4 separate regions of the Mus musculus genome follow, and all the other regions are linked to region 1. Evidence: chromatin contacts called from public promoter capture Hi-C data. All regions are on one chromosome and are shown on one strand. Each heading gives the region's core, a stretch centred on a gene start, on an enhancer-like site or on the middle of the called end of the contact. The rest is flanking DNA. Distances are from core to core; before and after follow the strand shown.

Region 1 (2,700 bases), core at 188-2,687:
AGGAAATCTCACTTGAGGAATTGCCCAGATCACAATGGCCTGTGGCTATGTCTATAGGGAAGTGCCTTGACCAATGGCTGGTGTGGGAGGGGAGGGCCCAGCCCACTGTAGTGGTACCATCCACAGGCTGTGTACTAATGGTAGCTGAGTGAGTAATCAGATTTCCTGCCTCCAGGCTCCTGCCTCGACTTCCCTCAATGACAGACTGTGACCTGAAGTCGTCAAATGAAATAAAGCCTTTCCTCTCTATGGTCATGGTGTTTATCCCAGCAAGAGAAAGCAGGCTAAGCAAGTTGATTGAGGTGGGTCTTCCTGAGGAAACAGGCTGCCTGCTTCCCAAACACAGCAACATTGAACAGGCTCACCTCCTGCCCAAATGCATACTTCCTTAAGTGAAAAAGTCCCGAGGCTGCCACCCAACCCATCAGTGTCACCTGAGGTTCACACCATGAGGGAACTAGAGACTTTGCCCATGTCCTATAGGAGGTTGCAGAGTGGCAGATTGTAATGCTAGGCTTTAACAATATGGACAGGGGTGTAAGGTTACGCTGGCCAAAATCTGAAGGAAGAAACAGCTTGTCAACAGAAAACCAGGGCCTTATCAGTTATCTCAGCTCAAGAGAAAGGCCTGTGAACTGCTTACAAACACCGCCTGTGCCTACTAATAAACTTACTTCCCCATAAACCCGAAAGGCCAAGGAGTAAAGGTGAGGTGTCGCCTGGAGCTCATACTGACAAGTGTCGCTTGCCAGTTTTTCACCAGTCTTAAGTCACTGTAAGAGTCTAAGAGTCCCGATGCAAGGGTCCCCAGACAAGAAAGAGTGTTTCAAGCACACTTCGCCTAGGTTAAAGACCTATGCACCTAACTCCCTCTTTCCCTGAGCACAAGCCACCAGAACCGCCCAAGATTCCCATTAAATGGACCCGGCAGCGCCTAAGTTCCCGGTCTGACAAGGTAGTCCTTGCGGGTTCAAACAACCACATCTACTGCCCTACACCCGCTCTTTCTTCCCTGTTACATCCGGAATGGCACCGGATGTCGTGAGACCCTGGTCCAGAAGACCAAGGGACCGCCGTGCCGAGCAAAGCGGGCGATGGCCAGGCATGTTGGAGAGCCTTCCGCGCCACAGCGCCCTGCAAGCAAGTTCTGCGAGCCTGCGGGAGGGAGGGGGACTCTGGGCGGGGACGCGCGGGAGGAAGGAGCTCGCGGAAGAGGGGAGGGAAAGCCGCGATGGCGGCCCAAGTTACCGTTCCCACGGCGGCGGCCAGGAGCCCACGGCAGCGTCCGTCCTCCGCAAGGGTCGAGGGCAGCTTTGGGAAAACTGAAAGCAAAAGTCCCAGAGGCGGAGGGGGAGGAGCGGGCGGGCCGGACGGGGCTGTGCCTGCAGCCCGGGAAAGCTGGGGGCGAGCGGGAACGCGCGCTACGGAGCCCGCCGCGGGAGAAGCTCGCGCGGGAAGCTCGCGCGGGAAGCCCTCGCCGCCCACGTGCTGCGTCCCCCCCTCTGCGACGTTTGGGCGACCCCTGCGGCTGCAGGAACTGGGCAGATAGAGCGCTCCCTACAGAACTGGCGGGCTCTGCAAAACTGCCAGCCAGAAAAGTGACCGTGACCCCGGGCTACCTGCTGCAAATCTGTTAAGTTCTCTGAAAATATGACTGCGCGCTTGGTCCAGACCTCTGCGAAGTTGGCAAGCGTCACCGGCACGGGAGGAGAGCGGCCCTGCAAATTGGGGCTATCCCTGTCCCCTCCTCTATGCCACATATGCAAATTTCCCCGCGCTCACCAGAGAGGAGTACTAAGAGACTCTAAAACTGTAAACGTCAAAAGTTCCACTGAGAACGCATTCTACAAAACTGTCTACCCAGCAGATGGACCCAAAATTCTGACTTGCTCTCCGCGATGGGGCACCTGTCTCGTTCTGTTTTTGTTTTTTACCTTTTTCCTAACACAAGCTGCTTCTCGACCAGATACTGTGCACCACCAGTCGCTTTAGTCTGATGTCTTCCCAGACGTTGTTGGGGAGGGGGGCGAACTTTGTCTTAAACACGTTTATACCTCCCAAACCCAGCTTGCACGGATATTGCGCCAAAATCATCATCCATGTGTGCTACCTCCCGTGTCAGGCACTAGGTTTGAGGAAGCAGACAGTGAGCTAACATGGGTTCCTGTTCATGTCATCTTCGACACAGACAGACAGACAGACAGATCTGGGCTTCCATCTGTAGACGCTTCCAATTCCTCCCCTCCACCTAGAGTTCTCAGAACAGCTCATTCACTCACACTGAAGCAAGCTATGTGAGAGAACTTTGTGAAAACGCCAGAGATACTCGATTCTCAGACCTACAGGTCTCCGGAGCCATCAAGGCTATTTTATTTGCTAGCATGGTTTTTCTTGAACCCCAGAGTTTTAGCACTAACTCTAGAATCTCAGCCAGTATGGGCACTTTCAATTCTTAATATGCCTGCCCTCCTTCTTATTTAATAATGCTAGTGTCCCTGAACTGTGGAGGCAAATGTTGGGGTAAGCCATGGCTCACGCTATGGTGATTTGCTTTTTAAAACTGACAGTCCTTTGAAAAATGAAGAAATCCTATCTCCACTATAATTTATCTTTGTGTAAACCATGACTTTTTCCAGGGTAGTCCTAAAACGTGGAACATTTAACAACCAATCTCTACTTATTTGGTGGTGAGGAATGTGA
Region 2 (2,700 bases), core at 23-2,522, 520 kb before region 1:
GGTAGTGAGCCAGACAGAGTCTACCTGGATCTCACACCGGTCAAGTCCTTCCTGCACAGTAGCAGTGAGGCTCAGGCGCAGGCCTCTCTCCCAGCAGTGCCACATCAGGACGATGTAGCTGAGACCCTCACAGTAGACCCAAAGCCAGGCACCACCCCAGAGGAGCCCCACACAGAGTCTCCAGGAGACCCAGAGGTGCAGCAGGTACAAGCCATCCCAGCAACCGTACCCAGCCACCTCACCAAGCCCTGCAGTCATAGAGCAGTGTATGATCTGTCTTGGCAGAGGCAACCAGAGGTTCAAGAGTCTTCAGAGCCTATCGAGCCCACCCCGCGAATCACCATGGTTAAGCTACAGGCCGAGCAGCAGAGAATCTCCTTCCCAGCCAACTGCCCAGACACCATGGCTTCTGCCCCCATCGCTGCCAGCCCACCTGTGAAGGAGAAGCTGAGAGTGACCAGTGCAGGTATATGGACTAGATCCAGGCTTAGCGCTTTAGACATAGCGAGTCAGCCCGATCCTCTTCTTTCACACGAGAGGATGGGTTCACAGAGGTGAGGGAACCTGCCCTGGACCACCCCAACAACAAAAGTGAGGGACACATCCCACCCCATCACTGTAGGGCTGGCATCCAGCATGGGTGTTCCCCATGCCTCACCCATCCCTGCTGACACAAGCCGGTTCCTTCTCTGGTCTGTAGAGATCAAACTTGGGAAGAATCGGACAGAGGCGGAAGTAAAGCGGTACACGGAGGAGAAGGAGAGGCTGGAGAGGAGCAAGGAGGAGATCCGAGGGCACCTGGCTCAGCTCCGCAGAGAGAAGCGGGAGCTCAAAGAGACCCTGTTGAGATGCACAGGTAGGGGGCCTCTGCATGGAGGGCCAGGGTGGAACTTTGTCTCACTCAACACACACGGGCTTTGAGAGGGAATGAACCTGGATTTGTCATCTACCTCTGGATCCTTTGGCCTGAGTCCCCTCACCCTCACTCAGAAATGACCCTCTTCTTCTGGTCCTGTCTGAGGCTGTCTCTGCCTGGATCCATGAAACAGGGTCAACAGCACCAGCAGGTACTTAGGTTGTTCTCAGGTTGACGATCTGGGTCAGCTGACTGGTCTGCCAAGGCACCTCTATGCTAACCACGCCTGCAGTGCACTTCTTAATTTCCAGGCTCTGGTCTTAGGTGCACAAAGTCGGAGAGGAGAGCTTCCAGGTGATTTTCCAGTCTCAGCCGGCTCAGGCTCATGGGAGGTTTCCTAGCAACTGACCTCTGAGGCCTCTCAGAATTACTTGACCTGGATCTCATTTGATATTTAAATCACAGAGTTGCACTAGCGAGCACAACCAGCCTAACAGGTTTGGGGACAAATCCGACAGGTTCCTGGGAAGCTATGGCATGGCAATCAAAGGAAGACCTTAGGGACAGTCTCTCTACTTTTCAGTTGTCGGGATAGAGTCCATTTGTCTAGCAGTGAACCCATTTAATGTGCACAGGGCAGTGGGTTTTTAATATATATTCAGTTAGCAGTTTCACTGGTGACTTCTCCATTCTTATGACAAAAATACCATGACCAAGGTGATTTATAAAAGAAAGGATGTAAGGTGGGGCTCATAGTTCTGGAGAGGTTGAGTCCATGATAGTGAGTCATGGTGGGGAGATTGTGTCAGCCAGCAGGCAGGCACTGGAGAGGTAGCTGAGAGCTCAAAGTTGAGACAGAACCACAAAGCACAGAGAGCATTCTAACCGAGAATGACTGACGCACCCTCTCTCCAGAAAGGCCACACCTTCTCTCCAGCGGGGCCACACCTCCTAATCCTTCCCAAACAGTTCCACCTTCTGGAGACCAAGCATTCAAACATAGGAGCCCATGGACGTCATTCTCACTCAGACTACCACGTCATAATTTGTTTCTTGAACCCCAGAGAAACCTTCCTCTACCCAGCATGGTTCTCTATCCTCTCTACAGATAAGGGGGTCCTGGCCAAGCTGGAGCAGACACTGAAGAAAATAGACGAGGAATGCCGGATGGAGGAGAGCAGGCGTGTGGACCTTGAGCTCAGCATCATGGAGGTGAAGGACAACCTGAAGAAGGCAGAGGCTGGGCCCGTGACCCTGGGCACCACTGTGGATACCACGCACCTGGACAACATGAGCCCTCGTGTGAGTGCTGGGCTCTGGAGGGCCTGTGAGCTCTACACGGGGCCTCCTGGCACAGGGTGGTAGAGGTGGGTTTTATATACATAGTAATTTGACCCAGTCCTTGTTCTCCTTCTCAGCCACAGCCCAAAGCTGCCACCCCCAACCCCCCACCAGACTCCACGCCAGTCAACTCTGCATCTGTGCTCAAGAACAGGCCTCTTTCCGTCATGGTCACAGGCAAAGGCACTGTCCTGCAGAAAGCCAAGGTGAGTGGCCTCTCTTCAGCTGCAGATGAAGCCTTGTGGCTTTTGCACTAGCTCTGAGTGAGAGATATGCTCTCAGCAGAATGCCACTTGTGGCCCGGCCCGGGCTTTACCACTGATTAACCAGGAAAGTGCTTATATTTACCAAGTGTTCTTCCCAGTGAGCCTGAGGGCACCCCCACCCACGACCTCCCCACCACTCAGGAGTAGATTCCAGGGACAGGCTGTGACTGAAATGTTTCCAACCCAAAAGGTTTCTAACATCAAAACCAGAGAAGCCAGTGACAAAAGGCTCAATAA
Region 3 (2,700 bases), core at 176-2,675, 540 kb before region 1:
AATGGAGGGAGCACAGACCACAACATATCAGATTATGTTTGGTGATGGCTATTAATGCAGAAAACAGGACAGTGACTCAGCTTACTGCAGGAAAGCAGGTATTCCAATACCGACACTATGACCTCAGGATGAAGGGAGCTATGGGAAAAAGATCGGGCAGGTAACTGCAGGAGCAGAATTCTGGGCAGAGAGCAGAAGGGTTCTTTAGTCAGAGAAGAGTCCGCTGTGGCAGGGCAGGGCCGGGTGAGTTCAGAGGCGAGCGGAGTGGAGCGTACAGAAGGGCTGCAGAGAGAACACACTGAGGACTTTGGTTTTTCCTGGAATGGGACTGTAAGCCTTTCTTTGCAGGGCAGCTCATGACTGGCCTGGCTTAGGTTTTGGACATATTGCGAATGGGCTATCCGCCCTGAGCTGAATGCCAGGATCCCAGTCTTCTTGGCCAAGGTCCTCAGCTTACAGAAGCTGGCCTTTTGTCACTATCATGAGGTACCTGGGATAAATAACTTCTGAGGTGAAAAGGAACTTTAGGGCCACAAGTTTAGGGCCTCTAGTTCAAGACTGGGCAGGCACATTGTTCTAGGCTGCATTGGGACTGTAAGAGGCCACGTGCAACGTGATCACCTCAAAGCCAACAAGCAAAAGCAGGGTTGGGAGCGATCCTTTGGTCCCTTTTGAGGACACCCCAGTACCAACGGCCTCTGACAAGGCCTCACTGTTTTATCTGAGCTTTTTTTAAAGTAAGGAACCTGTTTATTTTTATCTGTCTGAGTGTTTTGCCTGTACATGTTTGTGCCTCGTAGCCAAGGAAGCCAGAAGAGGGCGCCAGAGTCCCCTGGAATTAGAGTTACAGGTAGCTGTGACCAGCCTGTGGGTGATCAGAATCAAACCTGTGTCCTCTGTAAAATCAGCAAGTGCAGTTAGCCACCAAGCCATCTCTCCAGTCCCCCCAAAACTCTCAATGGTCCAGAGTGTCTCTCAGTAACACCACACCGGGGACAAGTCGTCGATCAATGTCCCTCCAGGGCAGCACCATCAAGATTAGCATCTCCTCAGCCTCTCCTTTGTGAGACTGCTCCGTAGTCGTCACACAGCACTTGGCAAATGTCGAAGGTGAGGGTGGGTGCCCGGTGGTGGGGACGAACTTGGCTGAAGCGGGTGAGCCTTGTACACTTCTTCAACAAGAGGGACTAGAGTGAGTTGGGACCTGGAGCTGTGACTTGGGTTTTTCTCTTCCTTTTTAACCTATGGCACTCCAGTCCCAGGAACCGCGTGGGAGGCGAGGGCTTGTCGGGGGCCCAGGGTATTATAAGCGGTTGGCACTGTGGGCAGATGAGCTTCACCTTAGCCCACGGAGCCAGTGAGGTGCTGGGGAGTCACAGCCAGGCTGTGATTTCAGACCCAAGCCAACCAAGGGCGTGGCGATGCTGTCTGGGTGTATCCTGGAGGCAGAAACAGTGACTCACTAGTGAGCACCTCTGTGTATCTCCTCTCCTGGGTGTGGCCCCTGCCAGCCAGGACCTGTCTCCCAAACACACAGGGGCAGACTTTTCAACTCCACACAAACAAGTGGTCAGAAACACCCAGCCCCTTGCTGTTTGCTGCTTGCCCGTGCTTACTGCCTGGCCAGGGGCTTCCCACTGTGTCAGTTCTGACTCACCCCAGGGAGTGGGCCAGAGAAGTAGGGAGTGGGAAGGCTGCCCATCTCTCCTGCCATCATGAGGTCTAGGGACAACTTGGGAAGTTGGACATCCTTGTGACCTTTACCTGTGTGGCCAGCCAAATAGCCCTCACTTCCTGTCTGCTGTCCCCACACCTGCTTGAGCAGGGTGACCTGGTCTTAGCAAAAGGAAGGGTGAATAGGTATAGGGGTTGCTCCAGCTGGGTAGCTAACAAGATTGTGCTAGCTTTGTAGGTAAGGCCAGCTGCTGGGACTCTGTCCTGCTTCAGCAGTAATGTCCCAGCACTGTCCACAGAGCAGGGTCCTCTCTCTAACTGAGCACGCTGCACGTTCATGCTTGAGACATTACCGTCTCTCTGTTTGCCCAAGATGTCTTCGTCCTGATGCTGGGGGAAAAGACCATTTGCTGTAACACATAGCTCTCAGGCATTGGTTTCTACTCTGAGCAGCGTGGCATTTCTGATCCTGTGTAATGAATACTTGGGCGCCTCTAATCTTTGGCTCAGCCACCCTCCAGGGCAAAGAGGGACTAAAAAATGCCTGCCCGTTTCTTTTCTTTCTTTCTTTTTTTTTTTTTTTTTTTTTTTGGTTTTTCGAGACAGGGTTTCTCTGTCTAGCCCCAGCTGTCCTGGAACTCACTTTGTAGACCAGGCTGGCCTCGAACTCAGAAATCTGCCTGCCTCTGCCTCCCAAGTGCTGGGTGGGATTAAAGGCATGTGCCACCACCGCCCGGCTGCCTGCCTGTTTCTTAAAGGCACTGCCCAGACATGATGCAAGTCATTCTGTCCACACCCCTCTGGTGAAGACTGGCGGTCACCTCTAGTGGTCATGTGAACAGATCTCATGAATGACATCCTTGGCCTCTCCTGAGAAGTCCACGCCTCGGAGGAGACAGCAGTAGCTTCGGGTGCAGCAGTTCTCAACCTTCCCAATGCTGCAGCCATTTAATGTAGTTTGTCATTTATGGTGACCCCCCAACCATAAAATTATTCTCGTTGCTACTAAATATATATAATTTTGCT
Region 4 (2,700 bases), core at 6-2,505, 610 kb before region 1:
GCTGGGCCATTTGCAAGAGGAAGAAAGGGGTAGGAATGAGAACACTAAGGCAGAAACACAGCTGCTCGACTGTTTGAGGGCTACTGTACAGGAGGCCAGCGGAATACCTCTTCCTACCCTGATTCTCTTGGGAGATGCCCATTCTTGCTGCCAACTGTGTGTGTGTGTGTGTGTGTGTGTGTGTGTGTGTGTGTGTGTGTGTACTTGCATGTGTGTTCATGTGCATGTGGCATGTGGAGGTCTCTGACCTACACACATAAGACTTGGAAGTAGGCATCCCTAGGGCTCCTCCCATGTGACTTTGTCCACCCCCTTCCCCCTAAACTTGTTTATACTACAGGAGACAGACAGCGACCTGCTACCTCAGGGTGAATGGGCAAACTGAAAGGCTGGGGTTTTGCAGCCCTGAGCGAGGCTCCTGGCTGGCTAGGAGGGCTCTGTTCACGTGAGCTGCTGCTCTAACTAGGAAAAGTGTTTGTGCAGATCGCTGGGCGGAAGATCTGCAGAGATCAAAGCTGACTCTGCTGCTCCAAGGAAGCATGAAGGGGGCTCTCGGAAAACAACAAACCTTCCCTAAGTGTATATTCCGGGCCTTTGTCGAGAGTCCAAGCATGGTTTAAAAAGTGAAATCCGAAAGTTTAAAAGAAAACGTAGCCGGGCGTGGCGGCGCACGCCTTTAATCGCAGCACTTGGGAGGCAGAGGCAGGCGGATTTCTGAGTTCGAGGCCAGCCTGGTCTACAAAGTGAGTTCCAGGACAACCAGGGCTATACAGAGAAACCCTGTCTCGAAAAACCAAAAACAAACAAACAAAACAAACAAAAACCCCATAATCTTTGGAGAGGATTTAGGAATTTGGAAGGATTGGAGGGAATCAAAAGAAAAGGATTAAATGTGTTCCGAGGTGAAAATAACCTCGGACAGGTGCCATCTTTTCTTGAAGACCAGGCTTGCTGAGGAGGCTCCAGACACTGTAATCCTCCTCAGGAAAGCCTAGGCTAAGACGCCCATAAAATCTGGGCTCAGGCAGCAGGCTACAAGGAGGTCATTTCCTGTGCTCTAAAGTGTGCACGATGTACAGGTGCCAGGCAAGGTGGACTGAAAGCCGGCCCCCAGCGGCTTCTAAATTCAAGGAGCTAATCCAGGAGGGCCCAGGATGTGGGCGCACTGGCTTGATGGATCAAGCAGGAGGCGCTCTAGGTCCGTCTCCACCTCCCCGCTGGCCCTCAGTCTCCTCCTCCCGGCATTGGGTTCGCAGTCTCAACACTGGAGAAAACAGATCTTGGTGGAGACCTACGGGAGCTCGCTGTTCCCGGAGTCTTCCCCGGGCTTTGAGGACGTCCCAGGCTCTTTCTTTCGCGCCGCCGCCCTCGGGCCAACTTGGAGGAAGTGATCTGCGTTCGGGACGGGGAGCCCAGTGCGGGGTGCGTGAGGACCAGAGCGCTGATTGTCCTGACCGGCTGTGGAGATCCCTGGCGGGGTCCAGGGCGGCTCGGGTGGAGTCAGGATCGGAGGGCTAGGGGCGCGGCGGCCACTCCGGGAGGTCGGGCGGCGAGCGTGACTTCACTGGGAGGGGCCAGCGCTCAGCGGGGGCGCGGAGCCCAGCGCGGAGTCCAGCGCGGAGAACTCAGCGCGGAGCCGATAGCAGCGCACACCGTGCCCGGGATGGAGCGCTACAAAGGTGAGGGCGCAGGGCGCACCTACTTGCTCCGGGTATCCCGGACTCAGGTGTCCAGAACGGACAGTCTACGCCCAAGGGACCGCAGCCCTAGAGAGGGCGACCGAGGAGTCACGAACAGGGCGGTGGGCTTCTGGGCGTAGAATGCCGTCCGTGCTATTTGATACTCCTGGGCCCCTGGGGCAGAGGTCTCTGCTTGGAGGTCAAAGTGAGGCTTCTCACCTGTTGGAGAACCGAGGGTGTGTCCTGAGCCATCCCGTCACCCCCAGTTTCAGTTTGCCTTGGGGAAAAGATGTCTACAGTCGAGGGGGGCCCTAGTAAGGTCTCAACAGTAAGGGGCTGCTGGGGGCAAAGGGGCGAGTTGTAGGGCTCTTTCTATGGATGCTGCCTTGTTGAGGGGCTTCTTGCAGATTCCCGGAAAAGTCTTGTCCGGTAGCAGAAAAAACTCCTAATGTGGTGGGGTGGCGTGCTATTCTGTTCTTGACAAGGTCCGTCTCTCTACCACTTTGTAACCTGCCTCGCCATGCCCTTTGCGGATCCTGCACCCCAAAGCTGCGTGGGGGGGGTGTGAGTTAGGAGCCCAGTGGACTGCCCAGCAGGTGGAGCGCCCGTAGGCGTCCTGGCAGCTGAGCGAGCTTGGATTTGGCTCTGGCCAGGGATCTTGGCCAAACCATGGTGGGAGGGCCGGTCCGGATATGCCCGAAGGGTTTTGGAGCCCCAGGGCTGGAATCCAGAAACCTCAGATAGTAGGTCCTTTGAAAAGGGGGTTCAAGGTGCTGCCCCTGAGGCAGATGCGTCGGTGCGCCCCTACATGCCTCCCTCTGGGAAAAGGGTCTTGTACTCGCTCTTTTTAGGGGTTGTCTAAGTTAAGCCTGCAAGGGGAAATTCTGCCTCTGCACTTATTTTCCCATGGGAGGGTAATAAGGCAAACGCTCAGGTTGCCAAGGAATCTCGATCTCCCTCTATGGTTTCTTATTTATGGAACTCACATAAGGGAACTGTGCGGGCAGGCTTTAGTTTCCTA

The links. Promoter capture Hi-C pulls out the DNA fragments that hold promoters and counts their contacts.
Region 2: a contact with region 1 is called in a promoter capture Hi-C map of the C10 cell line, with 3 times the contacts expected there. The contact joins the enhancer-like site here to the promoter of Casp7 in region 1. A contact is called at or near these places in 19 of 39 promoter capture datasets (the 3T3-L1 cell line, 3T3-L1-derived adipocytes, the C10 cell line and 12 more), 1 of 484 Hi-C or Micro-C datasets (3T3-L1-derived adipocytes), 2 of 115 datasets of contacts at active chromatin or transcription factors (kidney and pancreatic cancer cells) and 3 of 9 other capture datasets (adipose tissue, embryonic stem cells and pancreatic islet).
Region 3: a promoter capture Hi-C map of embryonic stem cells shows a contact between it and region 1, with 3 times the contacts expected there. The contact joins the enhancer-like site here to the promoter of Casp7 in region 1. A contact is called at or near these places in 6 of 39 promoter capture datasets (cranial neural crest, embryonic stem cells, liver and 1 more) and 4 of 9 other capture datasets (adipose tissue, embryonic stem cells, macrophages and 1 more).
Region 4: a contact with region 1 is called in a promoter capture Hi-C map of stem cell-derived epiblast-like cells, with 4 times the contacts expected there. The contact joins the promoter of Afap1l2 here to the promoter of Casp7 in region 1. A contact is called at or near these places in 11 of 39 promoter capture datasets (the 3T3-L1 cell line, the C10 cell line, cranial neural crest and 5 more), 1 of 484 Hi-C or Micro-C datasets (B cells), 3 of 115 datasets of contacts at active chromatin or transcription factors (astrocytes, embryonic stem cells and stem cell-derived neural progenitor cells) and 2 of 9 other capture datasets (adipose tissue and embryonic stem cells).

Annotation. Positions count from the first base shown.
Region 1 is chr19:56,395,866-56,398,565 of GRCm38.p6, reverse strand. Casp7 (caspase 7) reads right to left here and starts at 1,437. Exons shown (of 7, transcript NM_007611.2): 1 at 1,249-1,437.
Region 2 is chr19:56,913,828-56,916,527 of GRCm38.p6, reverse strand. It overlaps Afap1l2 (actin filament associated protein 1-like 2), which reads left to right. Exons shown (of 19, transcript NM_001177797.1): 14 at 1-204; 15 at 286-466; 16 at 701-856; 17 at 1,965-2,158; 18 at 2,275-2,403. Among named protein-coding and RNA genes, the nearest start is that of Vwa2, 41 kb to the right of the region's middle. Within about 2 kb of position 1,272, at least 28 of the 459 cell types and tissues checked have an H3K27ac peak or open chromatin away from gene starts, as enhancers often do. A contact at or near this core is called in kidney, pancreatic islet and stem cell-derived epiblast-like cells, where this site is marked.
Region 3 is chr19:56,934,091-56,936,790 of GRCm38.p6, reverse strand. All of the region lies in intron 5 of Afap1l2 (actin filament associated protein 1-like 2), which reads left to right. Among named protein-coding and RNA genes, the nearest start is that of Gm38597, 42 kb to the left of the region's middle. Within about 2 kb of position 1,425, at least 55 of the 459 cell types and tissues checked have an H3K27ac peak or open chromatin away from gene starts, as enhancers often do. A contact at or near this core is called in embryonic stem cells, where this site is marked.
Region 4 is chr19:57,007,130-57,009,829 of GRCm38.p6, reverse strand. It overlaps Afap1l2 (actin filament associated protein 1-like 2), which reads left to right and starts at 1,255. Exons shown (of 19, transcript NM_001177797.1): 1 at 1,255-1,679. The coding sequence starts at 1,664.